Linked DNA regions of Zea mays: regions 1 and 3 are each linked to region 2. A link is a contact called in public Hi-C data. All regions are on one chromosome and are shown on one strand. The core of a region is the stretch at or near the end of the contact, and the rest is flanking DNA. Distances in the headings are between cores, read along the strand shown. Region 1 has its middle 46 kb from the start of LOC103633547. Region 2 holds the start of LOC542576 (heat shock protein26). Region 3 has its middle 5.2 kb from the start of LOC100193461.

Region 1 (2,700 bases), core at 201-2,700, 160 kb after region 2:
AGACTCGACCTCGACCTCGGAGGAGCCTCTGCCTCGCCCAACCCAGGGCTCGGACCGACCACGTCACAGGAGGGGCCATCATTACCCTACCCCTAGCTAGCTCAGGCTACGGGGAACAAGACCGGCATCCCATCTGGCTTGCCCCGGTAAATAAGTAATGATGGTGCCCCGCATGCTCCATGACGACGGCGGCTCTCAGCCCTCTTACGGAAGCAAGGAGACGTCAGCAAGGACTCGACAGCCTCGACAGTTGTCCTTCCGCCAGGCTCCAGTGCTCCTCCGACGGCCACGACATCACACGAACAGGGTGCCAAAACCTCTCCGACTGCCACGACGGCATGTACTTAGGGCACTAGCTCCTCTCTGCTAGACACGTTAGCACACTGCTACATCTCCCAATTGTACACCTGGACCCCCTCCTTACGCCTATAAAAGGAAGGTCCAGGGCCCTCTTACAGAGGGTTGGCCACGCGGGGAAGGACGGGACGGCGCTCGCGTAAGCCTCTCGCTCCCTCCCGCGTGGACGCTTGTAACCCCCTACTGCAAGCACACCCGACCTGGGCGCGGGACAAACACGAAGGTCGTGGGTTTCCCCTTTTACGCCTGTCTCCCTCCGGCTTTCTCCCCCTTCACGCTCCGTCTCGCGCCGACCCATCTGGGCTGGGGCACGCGGCGACAATTTACTCGTCGGTCCAGGGACCCCCGGGGTCGAAACGCCGACAATACCGTTCGATTGCGTAGAGGGAGAATCGAAGCCTGTCGCGTAGGACAGTTCGGCTAGGCCGGAGACCTGCCGGATTGACGGAGAGTTGATGCAGATCTGATCCAGCAGCAACGTCGAGGTAGAGCGTGCTGATAACGTGCTGATAACTACGTTACCACGGATCACCAGATCTGCTCCCTTCCCTTCCGTCAGCAGTAGAGGCGCAAGAAGCTGTAGAGAACCCGTCTCACTTCCCATAACACGAAAGAGGAAACACACATATAGGGTTGAACCTCTGGCCTCTTTCTGATCTCTGTATTATGAGGGGGTGTACAGGTTCTTTATATAGAGATGTGAGACCCCTCAGGGGCAAAGCAGGTATTTGCCTACATAACCCTAACTAGGGTTATTTAACACTTTTGTTTTGGTTGGACAGCTTAATTTTTTGGGCCGATATTTTCAGCCCTGGGGCCTGAATTACCAATTGATGTTCCTCTGTTGCAAGGCGGGTGCTGTGCGAGCCAAATGGGCCAGCCTGTAGTGATTTGGAGGGCGGTAGGCTAGCACGTGGTTCGCCCCTTGTGCGCGTAGGCCCAGGAGTAAGGGTGCGCGGGAGGTACCTTTTGCGCACATGGGCCGAGTGGACAGAGCGCGCCCTGGCGCGCGTGGCTCGTGGGCTGCTCTTGGCCCGTTTAGCCCGTGGGAAGCGCCGACCCGGGATCTGTTGTGGGCCGACCGGAAATACCGGAGTGAGAGTAGGAGGGGCCTGTTTGTCAGCCGCTCACCGAAGGGGAGGAGCGTGTGCGCGTGCACGGTGCACATGGCTAGCTGGCTGGCTGCCGCGGGACTTGCCGTCAGTGCTTGGGAGCGCCTGTGCTCCTGTTTCGTGCAGTTTAGAGGCTGTTCTTTTTTCTCTCTTTTTGCTTACACCGTGGGAAGGTATTTACGTCAGGCCTAGTTTGAAAACTAAAATCTATTATTGAGCGTTTGGATCTTTTCATTGTAGAGGATTTGAAATTCACTTAATAAAGTAACTTATTTAGTTTGGAATTTTACATTCCACCGCTTTCCAAAGTTCATATATAAACATATCTCAAATTTATGGAGTGAAGAATGAGAAATGTTTTTATGCATTAGTAGAATTTGTTTCTACTCTGTAACTTACATGACACTGTTCGTCTCACTCATCTATAGTAAAAATATAACACATAAATATCTCCGACATCTTTCTAATAATAGTATACAAATATATTTTGCATAAAACTAAATTAGCTTAATTGATATATGCCTAAATTACTATTATAAGAATGTAATTCAATTCCAATGATCCAAACAGGGCGTTAGGGATCTCTGTATTTTCTCAAGGTAAGCAATCCTAGTAATATTATTTATATAAGATATTTAGTTATTTGTGGGAGGTTTTGTCACCCTACGTTTATCTCTCCTTTGTTCCAAACCAATCCTCAGTTGGAGATCAACAGCGGCTGAAGTTCTATGTCTTCCTTTAGAACATGTACAGTCTACATAAATCACGTATATTTTAAGGGGTATTTAAAGGGAAAAGTGCAAAAAAAACTAGAGACTTATTTTGATGAAGGAACGTCTCTAACATGATTGTCTAAGTTCAGATACGGTTAAACTCATACAACACACATAGATGTGATGTATTTTAAAAAGGTTTGGTGAATAAAATACAACGTTTAAATACATTGAATTGTATGTACGAGTTTCTTTAATGTATCTACCTCTTGAGAACCACAACATACTATCTATATTGTCATGCTCCCTTAAGCTGCTCGACTTCTCGGATTGGTCTTAATGGCAAAGTATGGCTGGCTTGGTTAGAGGATTACTGCAAGCAATAACAGCTCATTATGAGACAATTAAAGTTAGCATTAAATTTGCAGGTGAGGGGCACAGTTCAGTCAACCATCAATCATCCTCACGGCAGTGGTGAACTGGTGAGTGGTGACTGGTGACAGTTTTCGCTGTTCATC
Region 2 (2,700 bases), core at 40-2,539:
CTCCCGTCGTGGCGCTCGAAGAAGATCGCCACATCCTCATGCAATAGGGGGGAGCGACTCACAGCAGCAGTACAATCACCTGCCGACTGAAAGCGCACCAGCAACGATCCGAACGACGAGGGGAGAACCTCGAAGGTGATGAGCGGGAAAGCAGCACGGATCGCCTCCCGAATAAATGGTGCCGGGGCAGACACTGCCAATTGCGGAGTTATACGAACAAATGCGAATGCAGCGGCCACGTCGTGCCGGCCGAGAGAGAGAAAAACTTCGAGGGATCCCTGGCGGACCGAGCTAGTCAGGGAGGCACACTCGACAGTTTCCGACAAGGAACTGATGGGGGTAACACCAACAGGAGGAGGATGGGCGGAGGTGGTGGAAGGGGCGTGGCGCGGTGGTAAAGCAGGGAATGCAGGGAGAAGAGGCGAAGTAGGGGAGCGGGAGGGAGCCGGTGGTGGGGCATGGTGTTGGGAGGTTAGAGGAGCTGTAGCAGCCATACGAGGCGGCGACAGAGAGACCTGCGGCGTAGGAGGGAGAAGCGTAGGGCAGCGGTGGGGCAAGGGGGTTAGTTTATGGTTAACTGGCATGGGGCACTCACGACAACGGTGACCCTGGCGTCGACAAGAGCGACAGCGGATGGGATCCCGGCAAGCAGCAATTTGGTGATCAGTGGCGAAGCAGCGGAAGCAGGCGAACTGTTTTATTTTTGTGGGGGAGCGACGAGAGGGAGAGGTGGATGAGCGGGCTTCAACAGCGCCGAGCAATAGCACGTCCCGGACGAGAGGGAATAATAAATTTGGATTTTATATTTCTAAGTGCACTCTGAATTTATAAGTTTATAACATTTAGGGGCTGTGGTATAACTGAATAAGTTCAAAAATCTAAACAAGTGTTTTTTAAGTTTAGAAACCGGAATGATATAATCAGCAACCGAAATAACATAGATAAATAAGTTTGAGATCTAAAACGATGGTATTTAGAGGACGCGATGACACGGCTGAATCACGGCCCAGGCACGGCCCGTGATAAGTTCATTGCGATTCTCCGCCACAGAGCAAAGGCCCACGAAACTCAGATAATGTCGAAGCGGGTTGAGGTTAGAGCGCACGAGAATGTTCAAGAGAAGCCGACAAGCGTGGAGAACCCCGCCCCGCCGTCGCGAAGCTCTCTCCCCTCGCACTCCCGGGACCAGGCTACGGCATCTGTCCGGAAGCTTCAACGTCTTTCCCCATCCTTCCACGGCACTCGTGACATGACCTATAAAAGGAGCCGTCGATCCACGGTCTCCAACCAGGAAAGCAAAGCGCTTCGCAAGCACAGGCAGTGATCGGTAACCAAATCCGGACAGTCTTGAGCTCTCTCAGTCTCAGCATTTCAGTTCCCAGATTCACATAGCCCCAGCCCCCAAGTAGCGAAATGGCAGCTGCTCCGTTCGCGATTGCCGGCCGGCTCTCCCCCGTTGCGCGCCTCCCGGTCCGCGCCTGGAGGCCCGCGCACGGGTTTGCGTCGTCCGGGAGAGCCCGCTCGCTCGCCGTGGCGTCCGCGGCGCAGGAGAACAGGGACAACAGTGTCGACGTACAGGTTAGCCAGAACGGCGGCAACAGGCAGCAGGGCAACGCCGTGCAGCGCCGCCCGCGCCGCGCGACAGCGCTCGACATCTCCCCATCCCCGTTCGGTAAGTCCTCGGTTTTTTATTTTTTATTTACGACCGGTTCTCCTTCCAAAACAGAGGATTGCAGAGAAGAGGAGGCTAACATCACGTGGTTAAGCGTGCAGGGTTAGTTGATCCGATGTCGCCGATGCGGACGATGCGGCAGATGCTGGACACGATGGACAGGCTGTTCGACGACGCCGTGGGGTTCCCCATGGGGACACGGAGGTCCCCGGCGACCACCGGCGACGTACGCCTGCCGTGGGACATCGTGGAGGACGAGAAGGAGGTGAAGATGCGGATCGACATGCCGGGCCTCGCGCGCGACGAGGTGAAGGTGATGGTGGAGGACGACACGCTGGTCATCCGAGGGGAGCACAAGAAGGAGGAGGGCGCGGAGGGCGGCAGCGGTGGCGACGGCGACGGGTGGTGGAAGCAGCGCAGCGTGAGCTCCTACGACATGCGGCTGGCGCTGCCGGATGAGTGCGACAAGAGCAAGGTGCGGGCCGAGCTCAAGAACGGCGTGCTCCTCGTCACCGTGCCCAAGACCGAGGTGGAGCGCAAGGTCATCGACGTGCAGGTCCAGTAGACAAACTGAGCTGTCACGACGGGTCTTTGTGTAGCACTAGCGTGGGTTGGGCTCTTCGCGCCGACCGTATCAGTACTCGTGACCCAACGTGTGGAATAATGTGAATAAATAAACGCTTCAATTCTGCTATTCCAAGAATCTAGCTCAATATAGCTATGGGAAAAATTATTACGCTCGTAGAAACATAAGAGTCTAGCCAATTTAGATATAGAAAGTGACTATTTCAACGATTTGTTTGATTTTGTGTTTACGTTGATTTTAGATAGTTTTAACTAAAACGATTCTCCTAACCTTGAAAAGTTAGTATCATGATTTTGCATCCTTATTCACGTAAGAAATATAAACTAAACAATTATGTTGAGGCCTCAACTAATAATAAAGGCAAATAATACGGGCTTGTTTGTTTTGTCTTAATCTATATAGATTTGGTGGGTGGATTTAATTTTTAAACAAGTTAAAATCT
Region 3 (2,700 bases), core at 103-2,602, 190 kb before region 2:
GGCGCAAGCCCATCGTGCTTCGTGCTAAATAAGTTCGGGCCAGGAAAGCCCAAACAATTTTTAGGTTGTGCTGTATCAGTCTGAAGTGTACAAACAGTGACCCGATCCGGTCCTAAACCACGTCGTGCCTTCTTTGGGCCGTGCCGGCCCAAGCCTGGCCCGTATATTTGACCACATAAAATGAAAATATTATAACCATACAAAGTTAATAGCTTACTAAATTAAAGATATTAAACAATTATAGCATAATTTAACCACATAAACTCAAAATATAACAACAATATAAACTCGATATCTTACTAAATTAAAGAAATTAAACATATTGGGCTTAATTAGGCTGTGCCGACCCAAGCCCGACCCATCTATGCGGGCCGTGCCGGAGGCCCGACGGGTCGGAATTTGAGGCCCGACCAGGCCTGCTTTCGGGCCGTGCTAGCCCGGCCCATATTATTTCGTGTCGTGCCGTGCCGTGCTTTGGACTCTTATTTTTGGGCCGTGCTCGTGCTGGCCCGAAAAGCCCGGCCCAGATTTCCAGCACTAAGCATGACTTCACTGTTCGCGCAGCTGTGTCAAAGCCACTTTATTATAACTTTATTGTACTGTTATATGGGAGAAGAAAGGAACGCCCACACGAGCTAGTCTCGCTGAGCAAAGAAAAAAAAGCGTGTATCATTTAGCCCGTAGATTTACGGGACCGTAGTCTTCTTTTTGCAGTTTTTGGCTGTTTGACCTAAACTATTTGGGTTATAGGGTTTTGTCTCTTTTCATTGTTGCGCCATGACACGGCAACTAGATTCTACAGGGTCTGTCTGTACTGAAGATTTGAGGCAGAAGAATTTGTAACCTTTGGTCCTTACCAATTCTGCACAGAGAGAGAAAAAAAAAAGGTTTTTAAGAAGCGCCTAGCGAAACTAGTATTTTCTCCAGCGCCCTACGTCTTCTGTCTAAATCAAGTTTTAATTTGTCTGTCGCCGACTGTCTCTACCATCAGCTGCTTTGATATGAAATTGTCTAACTATTTACCATCTTGAAAATCACTCGAACATATCGGGATCTACCGCCGCTAATTACTATGACGTCTTGATAAGCACTTAACCACTCCTGCTCCTCCTGAGCCAGAAATTCATCTGACCACACCATGGAAAACCGAGCGGAAATTTTTCCTACACTGCCCATGATAAGCTTACCTATGCTTATGGTGATGGGTGCGAATCGGGGTCACCTACAAGTTCGATCCATGTGTCCGTGACAATCCTGCCGAAGCAGCAATGCGAATCATTGTCCTAATGTACCATCCCACATTTTAAAGCCCAGATATGAAACAGGGCCCAATAATAACTCATCGGACTCAACCTGGCAATCAAAGCAAGCCCATCTAATATAACTGGCCCAACAGTGGTACGTCCCACGAGTAAAACTAAGCCCATTGCAAGTCCACACTAATTATGTCTTTTTTTTATCTAACTTTGCTTCCCTCCGACTGGTATAGGAAACCTGGAAAAGCAAAGAGCTGCATAGTCCGGTGTCTGAGACATCGACAAGCGTTCCTTATTAAAACAGCAGCGTCTTCACTGCTTTGGAGCTACAAACAGAGTCTCAGCCAATGAGTACCTTTGAACAGAACCTGTAAATAAATCATCATATGAGCGTTATCAAACACTAAGGTATTCATGCTTATCCAAATAGTCTAGCACAGAGCTAAGACATTTAACAAGATTCTCAGTCTTCAAATCCACTCCCAACAACTAAGTCCTAAAGATATGTCTAACAGATCTAGGGCACGTCAAACCAAAGCAAATGGGTAACAATCGCAACAAGTGATGAGGAAAATGACAGTTAAAATAAATGTTGAATGGATTCATTCAGATTACAGAACACATATTTTTTGTTACCTTGCGAGTTGCGTTTTGCTAAATTGTCCTTTGTCAGCATCACTCCTTTCAATAAGAACCACTTAAAATTTTAACCTTAAGAGGTATTCTTAATTTCCAGATTAAATTAACTTCTGATGAAACACAATCTCGTTATTTATAAGAGACCCATACATAGATTGAACCGCAAAACACCCATAGGAATTTAGATTCCATTTAAAAATATCGTTTTCAGCTTGTAATTGAACATGTATTAGATTATGCCACAAGATGAGGTTGGTCCAACTAAAGCCCTACAGAATGAGACTTAGGAACTGATCACAAAACTGTAGCAACCGTGGAATTTTTTGTCTCACAATCTAGTATAGACTCGGATATTGAGACATAAACGTATGATTTTCTAGCCATTTATCTTCCTAAAACATAATATGTTCCCTATTTCTTAGGATGAACTTTCCTAGTCTTAAAAAGGTATCCTTCACCATCATTAACCCCGACAGCGTGAATCCCCAGGTTTACATGTCACTTTAGACAAAGGGTACCTATAGAGATTCTTTTTATGTAACAACTGTTGCCATAAGCCATCCTCGTTAAGCAATTTAAAAAGGCATTTGCTTAATAAACATTTATTTTCAACTTTTATGTTCTGAATTCCTAACCCGGCTTATTCCTTAGAGCAACTCCAACAGGGACCTTATATAGAATGGTATTTTAAAATAAAGGGCTTTCTCTAGAAAAAAAACACCTCCAACAGGAGCCTTATTTTGCAAAAAATTATCAAATCCTTTTAGGACCCAGCCCATCGGTCCTTAGTTTAGGACTCCAACCA

What was found. Hi-C and Micro-C count contacts between places; a contact is called where the count stands out from the background.
Region 1: a contact with region 2 is called in a Hi-C map of ear, with 2.8 times the contacts expected there. The contact joins the enhancer-like site here to the promoter of LOC542576 in region 2. A contact is called at or near these places in 2 of 25 Hi-C or Micro-C datasets (ear and tassel).
Region 3: a contact with region 2 is called in a Hi-C map of ear, with 2.2 times the contacts expected there. The contact joins the enhancer-like site here to the promoter of LOC542576 in region 2. A contact is called at or near these places in 2 of 25 Hi-C or Micro-C datasets (ear and tassel).

The regions. Positions count from the first base shown.
Region 1 is chr1:33,608,876-33,611,575 of Zm-B73-REFERENCE-NAM-5.0, forward strand. No RefSeq gene overlaps it. Among protein-coding and RNA genes, the nearest start is that of LOC103633547, 46 kb to the left of the region's middle. Within about 2 kb of position 1,451, at least 18 of the 20 cell types and tissues checked have an H3K27ac peak or open chromatin away from gene starts, as enhancers often do. A contact at or near this core is called in ear and tassel, where this site is marked.
Region 2 is chr1:33,449,239-33,451,938 of Zm-B73-REFERENCE-NAM-5.0, forward strand. LOC542576 (heat shock protein26) reads left to right here and starts at 1,290. Exons shown (of 2, transcript NM_001112113.2): 1 at 1,290-1,672; 2 at 1,774-2,375. The coding sequence starts at 1,414. The coding sequence ends at 2,237.
Region 3 is chr1:33,262,424-33,265,123 of Zm-B73-REFERENCE-NAM-5.0, forward strand. No RefSeq gene overlaps it. Among protein-coding and RNA genes, the nearest start is that of LOC100193461, 5.2 kb to the left of the region's middle. Within about 2 kb of position 1,353, at least 17 of the 20 cell types and tissues checked have an H3K27ac peak or open chromatin away from gene starts, as enhancers often do. A contact at or near this core is called in ear and tassel, where this site is marked.